2 separate regions of the Sus scrofa genome follow, and region 2 is linked to region 1. The links are chromatin contacts, called in public Hi-C maps. All regions are on one chromosome and are shown on one strand. Each heading gives the region's core, a stretch centred on a gene start, on an enhancer-like site or on the middle of the called end of the contact. The rest is flanking DNA. Distances are from core to core; before and after follow the strand shown.

Region 1 (7,062 bases), core at 2,862-5,361:
TTGTCAATTTCTTTCCACAGCACCAGGGCTAAGGAAGTGAACAAAAGAGGCAAAATCTCTGTGTTCTGGAGTGTTCCCTGGGGGAGATTTATATAGTATGTTCGGAGGGGCTATGAATGAAAAAAAAAGCAGGGAGGGCAGATAAGAATGCCTGAGAGAGGGTGTGCAGTTTTAAGGGAGTGGTCAGATTTTGTGCAAGGCCAAAAGGAGGTGGGAGAGCAAATCACACAGGGAACTGTGGGAAAAGCAGTCCAGGAGAGGGAACCACTTAGTGCTAAGGCCTTGAGGTAGGGGAGCAGCAAGGAGGCCCGTGTACAAGAGCACAGGCAGAGTAGGAAGGGAGGCCAGAGAACTATGGGGCACAGCGTTCTCCATCCTGCAATCAGAGTAAAAAGAAGGAAAAAGCCCAGGGTCACACCGCCCTGGGCCTGAATCTCATTTCTGCTCCTTATGTCATAATCCTTAGGCTCTCCTTTCCAGCTGTTTCTAGACAACTAGAAACAGTTGACCACAAAGGGTCACTGCAAAGGGTTAAAGGACATACAGAATGTGGCGCTACCGACCCCAGAACACAGTTCACCCCCAGTTCCTGCCCATCATACATTAGTTCCCTTCCTCCACCCCAGGGCTCCTCTCCTCTCATCTAGCTCTCCTTGTGGCCAAATAAAAGATCTCTGGAAGTGTGCCATTCAAGAGCCTTCTGGAGGTCCACGGTATACTACCAAATGCAAGAAAAGAAGCTGCAAAACAGTATGCATCTATATAGTATTGCTGGCAAGCAGTAACATTTTAGTATCCACATTCAAAAATCCAGAGGAATCTACACCAAACTATTAATGGTGGTCTCAATAAGGAGTAAGAAGACTGGTGAAAATCAAGTATTTCAGAGTAGGCTGACTGTGAACTTTTTTTGTGATTCAAGATTGTTGACATTGAAAAAAAAAAAAAAAAACCAAAACCTCATTTTAAAGAATACTAAGTTAAGAAATGCTATAAGAAAACAAGACATTTCACAACTAAGTAGACTACAAGGTCAGTCAAGGAAAGACAAACATGCCAGTTCCCAGTGTCTTACTCAACAATGCATTAAAATGTGCATTACAATCAGTCACTGCAATGCATGCTAGTTATATAGCTTGGAAAAATTTTAGGTGCTTCCCCACCTCCAAAAAAAAAAAAAAGGGAAAAAAAATGCTTAAGCATCCACAGTCACCCATATGGCTTTTCCCAGTTTAAATATATGTTTCAAGAAAACAAATAGTCAGAAACATTTTAACATTGCTCAGATTGACCACTGCACCAAATAAAGGTGCTTAGCTCTGCAGTAAATAAAATCCCGATTGAATAGAAGAGAGTAGACTAGTCCACTTCTTGGATGCTTTTGAATTATGAGATTTCTGACTGAAGAGGATAGTGGGTTTCCCACAGGAAAACCCATTTGCTCCCCGGAATCAAGCAACACCTCCCTTTGCTTTCTCCTTTTCCTCCAGTAACATCAAGACTCATCTTGAGGTTATCTGATCATAGACTGGAAATCCTCAGGGCAGAAAAACTCTATCTCAGCATTTCCATAAGCACTGGGGATGTGCTCTTCCCAAACCAAGTGATTTTCATGAGGCAAAACAGCTACATAAATTGCTTTACTGTCAACATAGCATAATGAAAAGTAACATCATGATGTCCTAAAACACTTATATTGCACAAGAAACAAAACAGCGCTTATGGAATTTATGAGTCTTTTATTTAGGACCTAATATTATTCATCAATTTATAATTAAAGCCGTAACTTCCATGGGATATAATTTTCAAATTATCACTCATACTTACCTATACTTTTCTCACCATCACCTCAAATACATGACCTTAGAAAAAAAGTTTGTAGCTCCACTAGGTGAATTTCCCATTGATGTAACTACAGTGATTTCTAAGTCTGTGAGAACTGTTAGGAATGTGCAGCAAAATTAAAAACTTGCATTATAACAATGCACTTACAAAAAAAGATTAAATATACAACCATCGCTGAATGTACAAATTCTAAGACTTTCAAACGAATAGGCTGCTACAATCAGAGAGAGACTGAATTATGGTCCACAGCTTATATGGAGTCCTTCACCTGTTAAGGCACACACACACAAGGGTGCGTGATAGACAACGTTGTTCTTATGACTGGCAGTGAGACCAGAAGATAGTGTGCAGGCTGGCAAGAAGATTGGAGTGGGATGTTATAAGTAAAACGTGAGTGATTCATTCTACCTGATGCATATACATTTTATAGATTCAAATCTGAAGGGAAAAAAACTTTTCGAACTTAATTGCTTATTTGGGAAAGTTAAACAGAAGCACGACTTGGACCCCATTTTTATAGGCTCGGTGCCACCTTAAAAAATTCCACAGGAACGTATTCTGAAACAAGAGTTTCTCTTACTGGAAAGCCACAAAGGTTGATGTGAGATCTCTGAAATGGAAAATCAGACCCAAGTGCTCATGCAGAAGGTTTGATGTTAATGAAAATGTAGGTGGCATGGCAGCATCAGGGTTAAGGGCTACTCCTACCCCCTCCCATCTGACCCCCCAGCAATCAGATGCACTAGAGGTGGCATCCTTACTCTGTCCCTGACTGTGCGACCTTGGGCGAGTTAGCTAACCTTTCTAAGTCTTAGTCTCTTCATCTTCAGCATGGAGACAATAGGTTATGAGGATTAAATGAGATCATGCACCAAGAGCTTGTAGCTCAGTACCTGGCACATAAGAGCATTTAAGAAATATGTCCTTCTCACGATTCGATGTGGCACTCTGACTACTAATAATTACAGTCCTGCTGCTGTATCCCAACATCTTGGATAACCATTTCATTCTATGCTTCCAGCTTTTACTATTTCTTTTTTCACCACAGTATTTCAGGGTAGAAAAACAAAGAAAGAAAGGTAATCAGTTACATACATCCCACTTTTCAGCTGTTGCCTGAAGCAAAGTAAAAAGCTGCGGAAATAGGTAACATATACACTGAAGAGAAATTTACTGTGTAGGATATGATGTTACACGTGTATGGGATACAAAGTAATCATGTAATTTCAATCTATGACACATGGGGCATCAAGTCATAGGTAGGTTTTATTTTAAAAAAGACAAAAGCCAAGCAGTATTAAAGAACACAGAAGGAATCAATATGTGCCTATTGTTATCTCAGTATTAGTGACTGAAACAGGGATTGGTGGGCTAGATTACAGGGGATTTCATGGGGTCTATCTTCCAACAGGTGGCAAGCTTTAGTCATCTTCAGATGCAAAACCTTAATGAGTTTGAGTCTGCAAGTCTCTGGGATTCTGTTCAAGGCCTCCTCTCAGCAATCAAGGGAAACAATTTTCTAGGTTTAAGCTACCCTGGCAAGTTAGCAAGCAGGGAACTGTCTGCTGTAGCTTGCACCTGTCCCTAAAACGCGATTCTGGCCTGACGGTGAAAATCCACCATCCTTTCCTGACAGTCCATCCTGCTGCTGTGGCGCCTCCAGACAGATGGGGGAAGCCCACTAGGAAGTGGTCACGACCAACCAAGCCACAAATCCCTAGAGTGTGGGATTTCCACCTCAATACCACGCCTGAAAACCGAAAATAGGCGCCCGCTTGTTATACTGCAAAGGGATTCCCCTCAGCAGCAATCCCCCCACCCCCAAGCTTGCATGTTTTATTAATAAATGCAAGATGGCACACGGAGGCAAAGAATGGGAGGTAAGGCATCTGCAGCTGGACCCGAACCAGGGCAGTTTGCAAAAATAAATAAGAAGCATGTGACAAGAAGCAGATCCCCAGGCTGGAGCTGAAGACCTGGGTTGCCCCAGGCACCCTTGCCTTGCTACCCGGGCCAGCGGGGATGAAGGTCAGTGGTAAGATCCCAGCCCTCCAGGGCACGTACCCTGCAAACCCAGACCAGCCCCCACCCCTACCCCGGCCACAGGACCCTGGAAGCGAGGCAGGGGAAGCCCCGGCCACGGCTGGCTGCGGGGACACATACCTGCTGCCGGGGCTGGGGATTCGCTGGGCTCTGCAGCCGCGCTGGCCGCGGCTCGCGTTCCCGGGGCTCCCCTCTCCGCGCCCCCCCCCCGCCCCCTCGCGGCCCCGCCGCTCCCTCCGCTCCTCCGCCCACCGCGCTCGGGCGCGCGCGCGCGGCCACGCGCCAGCGGCTCGCTCGGGCCCGCGCCTGCGCCCTCACCTCCCGCCGTCTGCGCGCGCGCCCCGGCGGCTGCGGAGCGGCCGCGCGGCTGTCTAGGAAACGGCGGCCTCGGGTGGCCGGGCTGGCGGCGGGAGCCGGGCAGGGGGCGGGGGCTGGGGACTCGGCCAGCGCCAGGGCCAGAACGGAGCGCGCCGGCCTCGTGGCTTGGGTGAGGGGCTCGCGGGGCCGGGTCGCGGGGTTTGGGGTGGGGGAGGACCCCTGATAACACATGTTCGGAGAGAGGAGTGGGGTCGCGGAGGGAAAGTCTGAAGGGGAGGCCGGCGGGGCGGGGAAGCAACAAGTGTGGAGGCCGAGGGGGCCCCGCCCGGGGGACTTCGTACAAACAAGAATAGAGCCCTTCTCTGGCTTTGGTGCAGCGCTTGGCAGTTTCCAAAGCTTTTTGCCAGTCGTTCGTTACACCCGCACATGGCACGCCGTGAGGGAGCGAACGGCGGGCATTGCCCTCTGCGGTTTGAGGCGTGCAGAGGAAAACATCTCTTTCTGGCCGAGGTCGAAGCAGAGTCAGAGACCCCTGACCCTCAGGTTGTTGTCTGGGAGAAAAATACCTGTCAGGTCCTTCTTTTGACAGTCTTAGCTCAGGACCCTTGAGGGATAGTTGTTTTTCATACACCCCCCTCCCCGTTATTACCCTCTTAAAAGCCTTTTTGAATGTTTGTTCACCAAACCTGTCCCCCCTCCCCCGGAATTCTAATACCATTCATGCACTGTATAGCTACTTATGTATCGTACTTTATACATAAAAAGAGTAAGATTTCACCCCTTGTAGATAACATCGACCCGGTGGAGAACGCTTGCTTTAGGACCGCGGCTCTTGCTTAGCGGGTGGGGCAAGTGGAGTAAATGAGGACTTTAGATGCTCCCATAAATACTCTCGGTAGGTTAGAGTCCTCACAAACATACCTACAGCTTTAATGTCTGCAGGTACTGCTGTGAGCAATGCAATACAATCACTTAAGCAGCTTCTGGATTCAGAGTAGCTTTTGTTATTTGCAGCCTCAATTCATGCTAAAAGTCGAGCCATCTTCCATTAGGGCCCTGACATTTTTGTTCAGATGCTTGAAAAGATTGGAAACCCTCCTTAAACGCTAAGTTCTACCGTGAGCTTTGGCTCTGCAGGCAGCCTTGATTTCTGGTTCTCATATGTCTTATAAAATGGGACTTTGTTGTGTTCTTTGTTTTTTGGTGAGGCCTGTTTGGTCTCCCAGGAATATCTTAGTCATTCTTGCCTCTTCTCTCACCTCAGCTTTTCTAGCTAAAAGGTGGAAATTGTGAAGTTGAACAACTTCAAAACCCAGGGCACAGAACTGCCCCAGGGCCTTAGGTCATGTTTTTCTTAGATACAGGGATATCTAGATGGGGAATGTGTATCTAATTTTGGCAAGCTGGGAAATAAGTAAAATTCCTTCTTTAGGTCCTTCCTCATCTTTCAGTGTTTCTTATCCAACTCTAATGGAATTTCAGAGGAACACAAGGCCCTTGGAGGTGATATTTGTAGAAGCTAGCTAGGATGCCAGGAGATTTTTCTCTTGCATTTAATGTGGAGTGGAAAAGAGAAAGTGAGAATGAGTCAAGACAGCTTGGAAGAGTGGATGGAATGAGTGGGTATAGTTTTCTTACCGTGGGGGCAACATTTCAACAACACCTGAAAAAGTGTTAAAACAAAAACAAAAACAAAAAAGCCAATCTTGGCATGGCCTGCTCAAGCTGTTATCTACCCCATTAGCCCCTACTCAGTAGAACTCTAATGATTTGATCAAAATCTTTGAAAAGCATCCAGTTACAATGCTGGTTAAAAGAGTAGGATTTTGAAACTTGCAGACAGAGAAAATGGAATACCACTTTGGTTTACCTGAAATCTTTGTAGTCTAATACAGTTTTTGGATTCAGGTGCAATATTACTTCAAGGGAACTTTTTCCCTACAATACTGTCAATGAAGACCATCTAGAGAGAGAAAGCAAACTATGTGGAAATTGCATAGTATCATCTTTTACCTGTGTCTTTAAGTGTGTTGCTTTTTTTTTTTTTTTTTTTGTAATCAGTTCATGGTAAATGTAGGTGCAACCATTTTATGTGGTAGTGTGAAGTAAAAAATCTCAAAACATATGTAATTTATCAGCTCTATGCTGCTCCCTGGTGGTGAGCATCACTAACCCAAACTAAAATCTTCCCCCTCTTTGATAAATTCTTAGGATGTTGAAAACCCAAATCAGATGTGTAGACAAGATGCTATTCTGTATTCTTCAAACTTTTCCTGCTCTGTTTTCGAATACCCTAAGTCGTAATACCTAGAGGAGGATTATCCCTTGAGGCTGATCAATTTGGAGGAACTGTGAAGATCTCTGGCAGGCCTCCTTAGCTTTTCATAAATGTGTCTGTAAGAGTCTCTTGGGGATACTTGTTTAAAATCAAATTGCAGAGCCCCACCTGAAACCCATTAAAATCTAATCTACAGGCGAGTGGCCTGTTATTTTTATTTTTAACTGCCCCAGGTGATTCTTATCAATAGGAGAGGTTGGGGAATAGTAGACCTATAAATAGAACAGGAGTGGCTTCAGTAAATTGTAGGTGACTAGAGAGAGGGAATTTTGTGAGTGAAGAAACCCCACAGCAGAAGGAAAATAGGATCTATAAAGCCGGAGTGGAGGAAATTAACTGTAGTTTCAAGGCTTGTGTGTCACTTTCTTGCTAGATAGCTCTGCCTCTAATGTAGCTGTAATTGGCACGCTATCCCAGACCAAAATACCTTTTGAGGTAAGTCAGATTTTCTTTTCATTAAAAAAGACTGTCTTTTCAAAAGTACCAGAATCATATAATCAGAAAATTTGTGCATGTAC
Region 2 (7,062 bases), core at 1,221-3,720, 77 kb before region 1:
CTCCTATGCACCAGCAGTGGCTTGATCCCCACCCCCGCCCCCCACAGGGTCAAGAAGACAACGCCTAAAACAGGTCCTATTCCCTCATGTTGAGGTGAGGGGAAGCTGAGGCACAGAGAGGGGCAGTGACTTGTCCAAGGCCACACAGCAACTCAGTAGCCAAACTGGCTTCCTTTTGTCAAATTCTCCTCAGACCCTGAGGTGAAGCGAATGTATCCTCAACTCTGAGAGGGTAGAGCCACAGACCAACCCTCCTGCCTTCCTTCCGTCTGCTGACTGAGGCTTGCCAGCGCCCCCTGGCAGAAAGCAACAGGCAGGAGAGGGACCCCTCACAGGTCTAGAATCTTGGGGTGGCTGCTGATGTGGAGAGAAGAGGCCCTGGCTCAGTTTGGTTTGGCAGTGGCTCTCACTTGGCTCATGGCGCAGGTAAGCCAGCAGGCCAGGCTCCTTCGAGAGCCAGCACAGCTCAGGCCAACCCTGAGAGGCAGTGCCAGGGAGAAGGAGGTGGCCCTAAAAGCCCAAGTTAAGGGAAACTCTGATCAACCGACAGGTGGATACAAGAAATGTGGTTTATCCATACAATGGAACAGGAGTCAGACATAAAAAGGGATGAGGCACGGATCCACGCCACAGTGTGGATGAACTTGAAAACACGTTATGTGAAAAGAGCCAGACACAAAAGGTCATGTATCGTATGATTCCACTTACATGAAATATCCAGAAGAGTAAAGACCATAGAAACAGCAGATGAGTGATGGGCAGTGGCTGGGGGAAAGGCGGATAGGGAGTGGCTCTTTAATGAGGACAGGGTCTCCTCTTGGGGGTCATGAACATCCTTTGGAACTAGGAAGGGGTGATGGCTGTACAACATTGTGTGTGTGCTGAATGCCACTGAGTGGAAAGCTTTAAAAGGGTCCCGTTATGTAAATTTCACCTCAAGAGCATCATCATCCTAATAAATAGGAGGAGGAAGAAGCAGCAGTTGCTGAGGCTCTAGAAGGCCAGCCTTCTCCTCTTGCAGGAAAAGACCTAAGACTCTGCATCTCTGCCCCAAGTAGGGGGCAGAACCAACAGCCCATGGTCTGCACTATGGCCCTGCTGCAGGGTGGCCCTAAGGTCTGGCCAGGCCCTAAGGCCTCACGCAGTCTTGGGAAGAGAAGCAGCTGGCCTCCACAGTGGCAAGTGGCCTCCGGGCCTGGTCTCAGCCAAGGGTGGGGTGGCACTCTGGAAACACTGGCCCCACAATTCTCTGTCTGGATTCCATAGGCTCTGCCCAATGCTGCAGGGCCCTACAGAAGCGGGGGGACCCTGCCTGACCTCCTGGGCACCCACTTCTACCTCAGGCCCCTCCAGGGCCCCTTCGGGGCCTGACTGTGGGGGCGCCTACTCTCAGGTGTTTGAGAAACACCTGCCTTGCGGCTGAACAGCTCGGCCTGTTGGAACAGATGTGCTCAACCTGAGCCTAAACCAGCCCCAGGCTTCTCTTCTTCGGGCCTAGAGCTGCCTTCCCTGGAGCCGAGCCCTGGGATGGGCAAGGACAGACTAGCGCAGCACGCACCCCGTCTGTGTTCCTGCAGCCCCAGCAGCATGCTGCTCGTCCCGAGGCTTCCGCTTCCCAACTCTCAAAATGTCCCCCCTGGTTTGGTGGCTGTCCCAAAGCTCAGTTGAGACAAGGGTGGGCTGTCTCTCAGGACGAGGTGAAAGGCTGCAGGGCGTCTGCAGTCCTTTGGGTCAGACCTTCTGAGAACTTGCCTGAGACCGTCCCCTCGCTGCCCTCCGCCCCCCGCCCTCAGTCCACAGCCATGTCCCTGGGCATTCCACTGAGAAAGAAGGGCCAGCCCCGAAGTGGGGGCAGTGGCTTCCCCATAGATGAGGAGGGTGTGCCCATCATGCTGGGTTTACGGTCAGAGGCATTGCAGGGTCTGCCTTTTTCTTTCTCAGTTCCTGGCTCAGGCCCTTCCCTGATCCTTGGTTCGCTCGCCCCCTGCGGACATCTGGGCCACAAGGGATGCAGTGGGGACAGACCAGATGACAAGTCCAGAGTCCTGGGACCAGTTTGGGTGGAAACTGAGTGACACTGGGCTACCTTCCTGGTCCCTATGGTTTCAAAGAGACACTGCTGGCATTTTCAGCAGGCGAATATGCAGACCTGCCCCATGGCTGAGGGATGCTTGGCTCCCCTGGCCCTTCCCACTAGAGCTGTCCGGATCATTGGGAGAAGCACAAACACCCACACACATTTCCAGCCCTCTGGGAAGTGGGGGTGGGGGCCTCCATGGGACTCTTTCAGCCTCTTCAGATGCTAGGAGCCCTGGCAGCCTAGCTGGGCTGCCTCTCCTGAGAACACTGTGTACCAGCCCCTCTGCTCACGCTAGGCTGGGTATGCTGGAGAAGTGGGGGCATCTCCTCTGTTAATCCCCAGGACCCCTCTGTCACTCCTCTGTTACTCCTGTTTCTCCCCCCCCCGCCCCGCCCCGCCGTGCCCCCCGCTGTCTCTGACAAGGTCTGAGGCCTCAGTCATGCTCCCCCAGCCCCCACTCTCCCCACTGAGCCTTGGGAGGCCCAGCCCCTTCCACAGCTGTGTGTGTGTGTGTGTGTGTGTGTGTGTGTGTGTGTGGTGGGTGGTGGGGGGCGGGGGGGACGTCTGAGGCCACGATTTCTCTGCACAGGGGCTTGTCTGTTTCAGGTGGCTCGTCTCCGGCAGTGACAGGAAGGGAATGCCAAATTAACGCTGGGTAATAAATTCTGCCAAGGCAATAAAACGCAAGGGGAGGGATAGATGGAAGAACCGCAGCAACTGATTAAACATTTTTGTTGGCAGTCACAGACACATGGCACATTTTCCAAGGTTTGCATCAAGGAGACATCTGGCCACGGCCTCCGTGAGTGTGTGTGTGTGTGTGTGTGTGAGGGAATCTCCTGGTGAGTGGAGACAAGGGGGCCAGGGAGGGCAGGACCCTCTGAGGGGCAGTGGGCTGGGGAGCAGGCACTATTTGGGAAGCAATGACCTCAGCGAGCAGGGTTGGGACACTTCCCAGGCGGGCAGTGCTGGGATCTGCCCCCATAGTCGGAGCCTTGGGCCTCGGCTCGCCTGCCAAATCCGTGGGCTGCACGGAAGAGGCCTGGGAAGAGAACGTTCCGTGCCTGGAGTGCTGCTGCCCAGCCCCACTGCACTCCACACTCAGACTCAGGATTCAGAACTCTGGGCCTGAGGCCCAGGCCTCCACTGAGTCTGAGAGAGAGAGCACGTGCCATGAGACGGGGTCGGAGCAGGCCTACAGGAGCACCCTGGGGCCTGACTCCTCGGGCTCCCTGATCACAAAGTCTTCTCCGAACCTCTGCCTGCATCGCTGCTCTCCCAGAGCATCCTTCCTCCTTTCATGGCCCTCCTGTGCCCTGGGACTCAGACCCCCTCTGCCTCCGGGGGATTGTCCCCTGTGCTGGTGTGAGCTGCGTGTGGGCACGCATGTGTGCATGGTCTGCACCTCCCCTACAGGCTCTGGGCTTGCCTCCTTTCTGGCTTTCTCCCCAAGCTTGCTGACCTCGCTGAGAGGCCCCACTAGGGCCCTGCACGGGCTAATTGGGACCTGTGACACACGAAGGGAGAGGGACAGTGGCCAGCTGACTTGGGCTGGTCTTCTGTTAGGAAGAGCAGGATTTCCACATAAAGCTCCCCTGTCCTTCAGAGACCTGCCCCTGCTCACGGGATCCAGCCTGGGCTTCTCAGCTTCCCCCGGAGACCCTGCCAGGAGCAGCCCTACGTCAAGGCCCCTGAAATGCAGGCCAGGGTGTCACTGTGACAGGCTGGGGGCTGCTCAGAGGATGCATCCCTCATTGGTGTCACATTGGAGGAAGTGTGTCAAGATCCTGGTTCCCACACACTTCAGACCCCGCCCCCAGAGCTATCCGCTCCCGCTCCAACCCAGTGCCCATGAGCCTCTAGGGGCTTTTTCCCCTCCTACCTCACACACAGGGAGATGAACTTGGGCTTCATCTACTGAGTCCAGCAACAGTGAAGAGCATCCATGCTTCCTGACCCCAGACAAGTGTTCCCTTGCTCCCACAGAGGGAGCACAGCTCGGCCTGGCCTAACTCTATACCCCCTAAAGAACTGGGTCAAGAAGTTCCCGTCGTGGCTCAGTGGTTAACGAATCTGACTGGGAACCATGAGGTTGCGGGTTCGATCCCTGGCCTTGCTCAGTGGGTTAAGGATCCAGCATTGTCGTGAGCTGTGGTGTAGGTCGCAGACACGGCTCAGATCCCGCGTTGCTGTGGCTCTGGCGTAGGCCGGTGGCTACAGCTCCAATTCGACCCCTAGCCTGGGAACCTCCATATGCATGGGAGTGGCCCAAGAAATGGCAAAAAGGCAAAAAAAGAACTGGGTCAGGTCCACTGCCCAGCCCTGTGACTCCATCCTTTCTGCCCTTCACATGCCTCAGCCCCAAGGGGCAGGTTACCTGTGTCTCCGGGACCACGGCCACTTAGACCCCAGTCTCCCCACCTCCAGGCCCCCTGAGCTTCGGCCCAGCATCTGCCTCCTGAACCTTTCCCTCTCCCTCAACCCACCTAGCCTCTCCTTTACCAATATCACCATCTACTCCTTCCCTGGACAACACCTGCTCACCCTCTGGGTCACCTGCCAAGGCCCAGCCTCCCTGCATCATCTCCCAGCACAGGACTCAGCTCCCTGTATGGTGTTTCCCTCTTTGCAGTTTCGAGGGCTGGCAGAGGGCCTGACACCAGAAAATGTTTAGAGGATAAAGCTTTGTCTCGCCGCGATAGGAGGCGCCCAAAAGAGATGGTCACCGGGCCCAAGTCTCCACCTACCTCTGAGAAGAACACGGAGAGAATGACCAGACTGATCCAGTGTATCACGCCAGCAAACTGGAATGCACTGGAAACTGCAAGCACAATAACAGGGGCCAATTTCAGGCGCAAGGAATTAGGTGCATTGGTAGAGGGGGCTTCACGGTGCGGAGGCAGGTCTCTGAGGGCCCAGGGCATGAGCATTTAGATCTATATGCAGCTGGGCCAGAGACCATCAGGGCGGCTTTAAGGGGTGTCTGTGATGGAGGAGGTGGGGGTCCTGGGATGTTCTGTCTTGCTCCCTCTGAGGGGTGGCCTCTGTCTCCCGACAGGCTGCCTCTCAGAGGCCCCGCTCAGCCCCATCAACCAAGCTGGGCTTTGTGCCACAGCCATCCTCCCAGCAAGGAGCCCTCCAGAGGGGGACTTCTGAAGACATCCAGGGCTCTCGGACCTGGGGAGGCAGCTTAGGTCAGGGCTAAATCCCCTCCGCAATTTACCTCCAAAGCACCGTGCACTGTTAGTGGGACCTAAGGTGGGCTTACTTGGATTTTGCATTCTGAAAACTCTGAGTGGCTGAGATGGTAATATCTGCCAGGGTGTTAGAGGGAGAAGGATCAGGACCAGAAGAGGGAGCCAGGGGTGGGGCAGGGCATGTCAGCCTCCTGCAAGTGGCAGAGCAAGCAGCTGGGGTCTGCTAGGCTTCTGAACTCCAGAGTGTGAGCGGGGGGGGGGGGGGGGGGGAGCCGTCAGCCACTGAGAGCTCCCACCCCAACCTCCACCAGACAATCTGTGGCATTAAGGCACCACCTCTGGCAGGTCCTTTTATCATTCAGCAGCCCTGACTAAACTCTGAGCCATAGCAGAGCATAGTTTATCAAGGAGCGAGGTCAAAAGTAGGGCACTGGGGCCCCGGACAAGGGTCAGGCGGGCTTTGATGGAGAGTGGGTGGGAGAGGAGTACCCCCCCAATCCCAGGGGCCAGCCTGAAAGGGATACTGGTAGGCCATCCGCTGGCTGTGGATGCAGGGGCTGCAGACAAGATGCAGGAAAGCTGAGAACATGCTAGCCTAGCCAGGGCTGCTTCTCTCCAGGGCTCTGGCCAGGCCTGCTCAGCTTGCAGCTCAGATCCCCTGGGGGCCAAGCGAAAAGGCCCAAAGCCATCGGTGGGGTGGGCTGACCCAGAGAGAAGAACCCACCGCCTCCCCGGAGCTCTGAGGTGAGCAGCCCCAGGGGTGGGTGGAAACAAGGTCCTGGAGCATGTTCGGGGGAAGGAGGCTGCAACGCCAGCTTCCAGGGGGGAGACTTTGGGGTCCCTGGCTTTGGGTCCAGATGAGCCTCGGTAGGCAAGCCCCGACACGCCGTGGATTCTTTCCATCCTGAGTCACATGAGTACTGGTGGGAACCGGGAGGCTGGGGCCTGTGTGACTCTGAAAAGACCTCCAGATGATTCTGGAGACATAAAATCTCTCTCCATTATTTCTCAAATGAATTCCTGCGCCTTTTTTTACGGTTTGCTTTAGAAGAGCAATAAATCTCCGATTGTGCGTTTTATGGAAGTTAAGATGCCTTTTATGAGCTGCTATTGGATCTCCCACCAAAATCAATCTCCTGGATACTTAATTTTAAGCAAAATTCCAGTGTCGGCCAGGTTCTCAGTTCCTCTCAATGCTATGTCACAGCCTGAGTGGCCGAGGGCCCTGAGTATAACCCACAACAGGGAAAGAAAGACTCTGTTATGGTCAGATCTCATAAAAAGCAGACGTAGGGATGAGCGGGAGGGAAAGTATACAACATGGTTTAATTGAAGACAGGTTGAGTGTAAAACTAGTGTGGTCACATTCTGCTGGAAGGTACTTTGGAACCAAGGGGCCACCAGCTGTACAAAAGCCAACGAGGCTTATCAGACAAAAGCAATCCTGGGCTCCCTGCCATCCTTGCTCAGAGACTAGGGAAGGCCAGTGGGACTCTGCTGGAGCTTTGACAGACCCTGAATACCGAAGGTCCCGTATAGGATCTGGGGGCATTTGAGAAAACAAGTCCAGGATGACTGAATGGGTCTGGGGATGGCCAGATCTCTAGTCCTGGATTTTGCCAAAGGCAGGAAAGGAGGAGGGGGTAGGGTGGGCACCAATTTCATTTCTTTTTTTTATTTGCACTTGAATGAACCATCTTCTGGACAGGGGACCTCTCCACTCACTCAGCCAAAGCTAGGAGTCAAGACTCTTGGCCCTCCCCTCCCAGTGCACCAAATGGGTCT

What was found. A called contact is a pair of places that touch in the nucleus more often than the background predicts.
Region 2: a Hi-C map of liver shows a contact between it and region 1, with 2.8 times the contacts expected there. The contact joins the promoter of LOC106507705 here to the promoter of TMEM266 in region 1. A contact is called at or near these places in 3 of 5 promoter capture datasets (fetal liver, liver and skeletal muscle), 23 of 47 Hi-C or Micro-C datasets (adipose tissue, brain, embryonic fibroblasts and 13 more) and 1 of 2 datasets of contacts at active chromatin or transcription factors (skeletal muscle).

What each region holds. Positions count from the first base shown.
Region 1 is chr7:56,308,559-56,315,620 of Sscrofa11.1, reverse strand. It overlaps TMEM266 (transmembrane protein 266), which reads right to left and starts at 4,111. Exons shown (of 11, transcript XM_021098998.1): 1 at 4,009-4,111. It overlaps NRG4 (pro-neuregulin-4, membrane-bound isoform), which reads left to right and starts at 4,213. Exons shown (of 7, transcript XM_021099011.1): 1 at 4,213-4,375.
Region 2 is chr7:56,384,376-56,391,437 of Sscrofa11.1, reverse strand. It overlaps LOC106507705, which reads left to right and starts at 2,470. Exons shown (of 2, transcript XM_013989027.2): 1 at 2,470-2,617; 2 at 2,888-4,244. The coding sequence starts at 3,004. The coding sequence ends at 3,981. TMEM266 (transmembrane protein 266) reads right to left here. Exons shown (of 11, transcript XM_021098998.1): 5 at 4,828-4,901.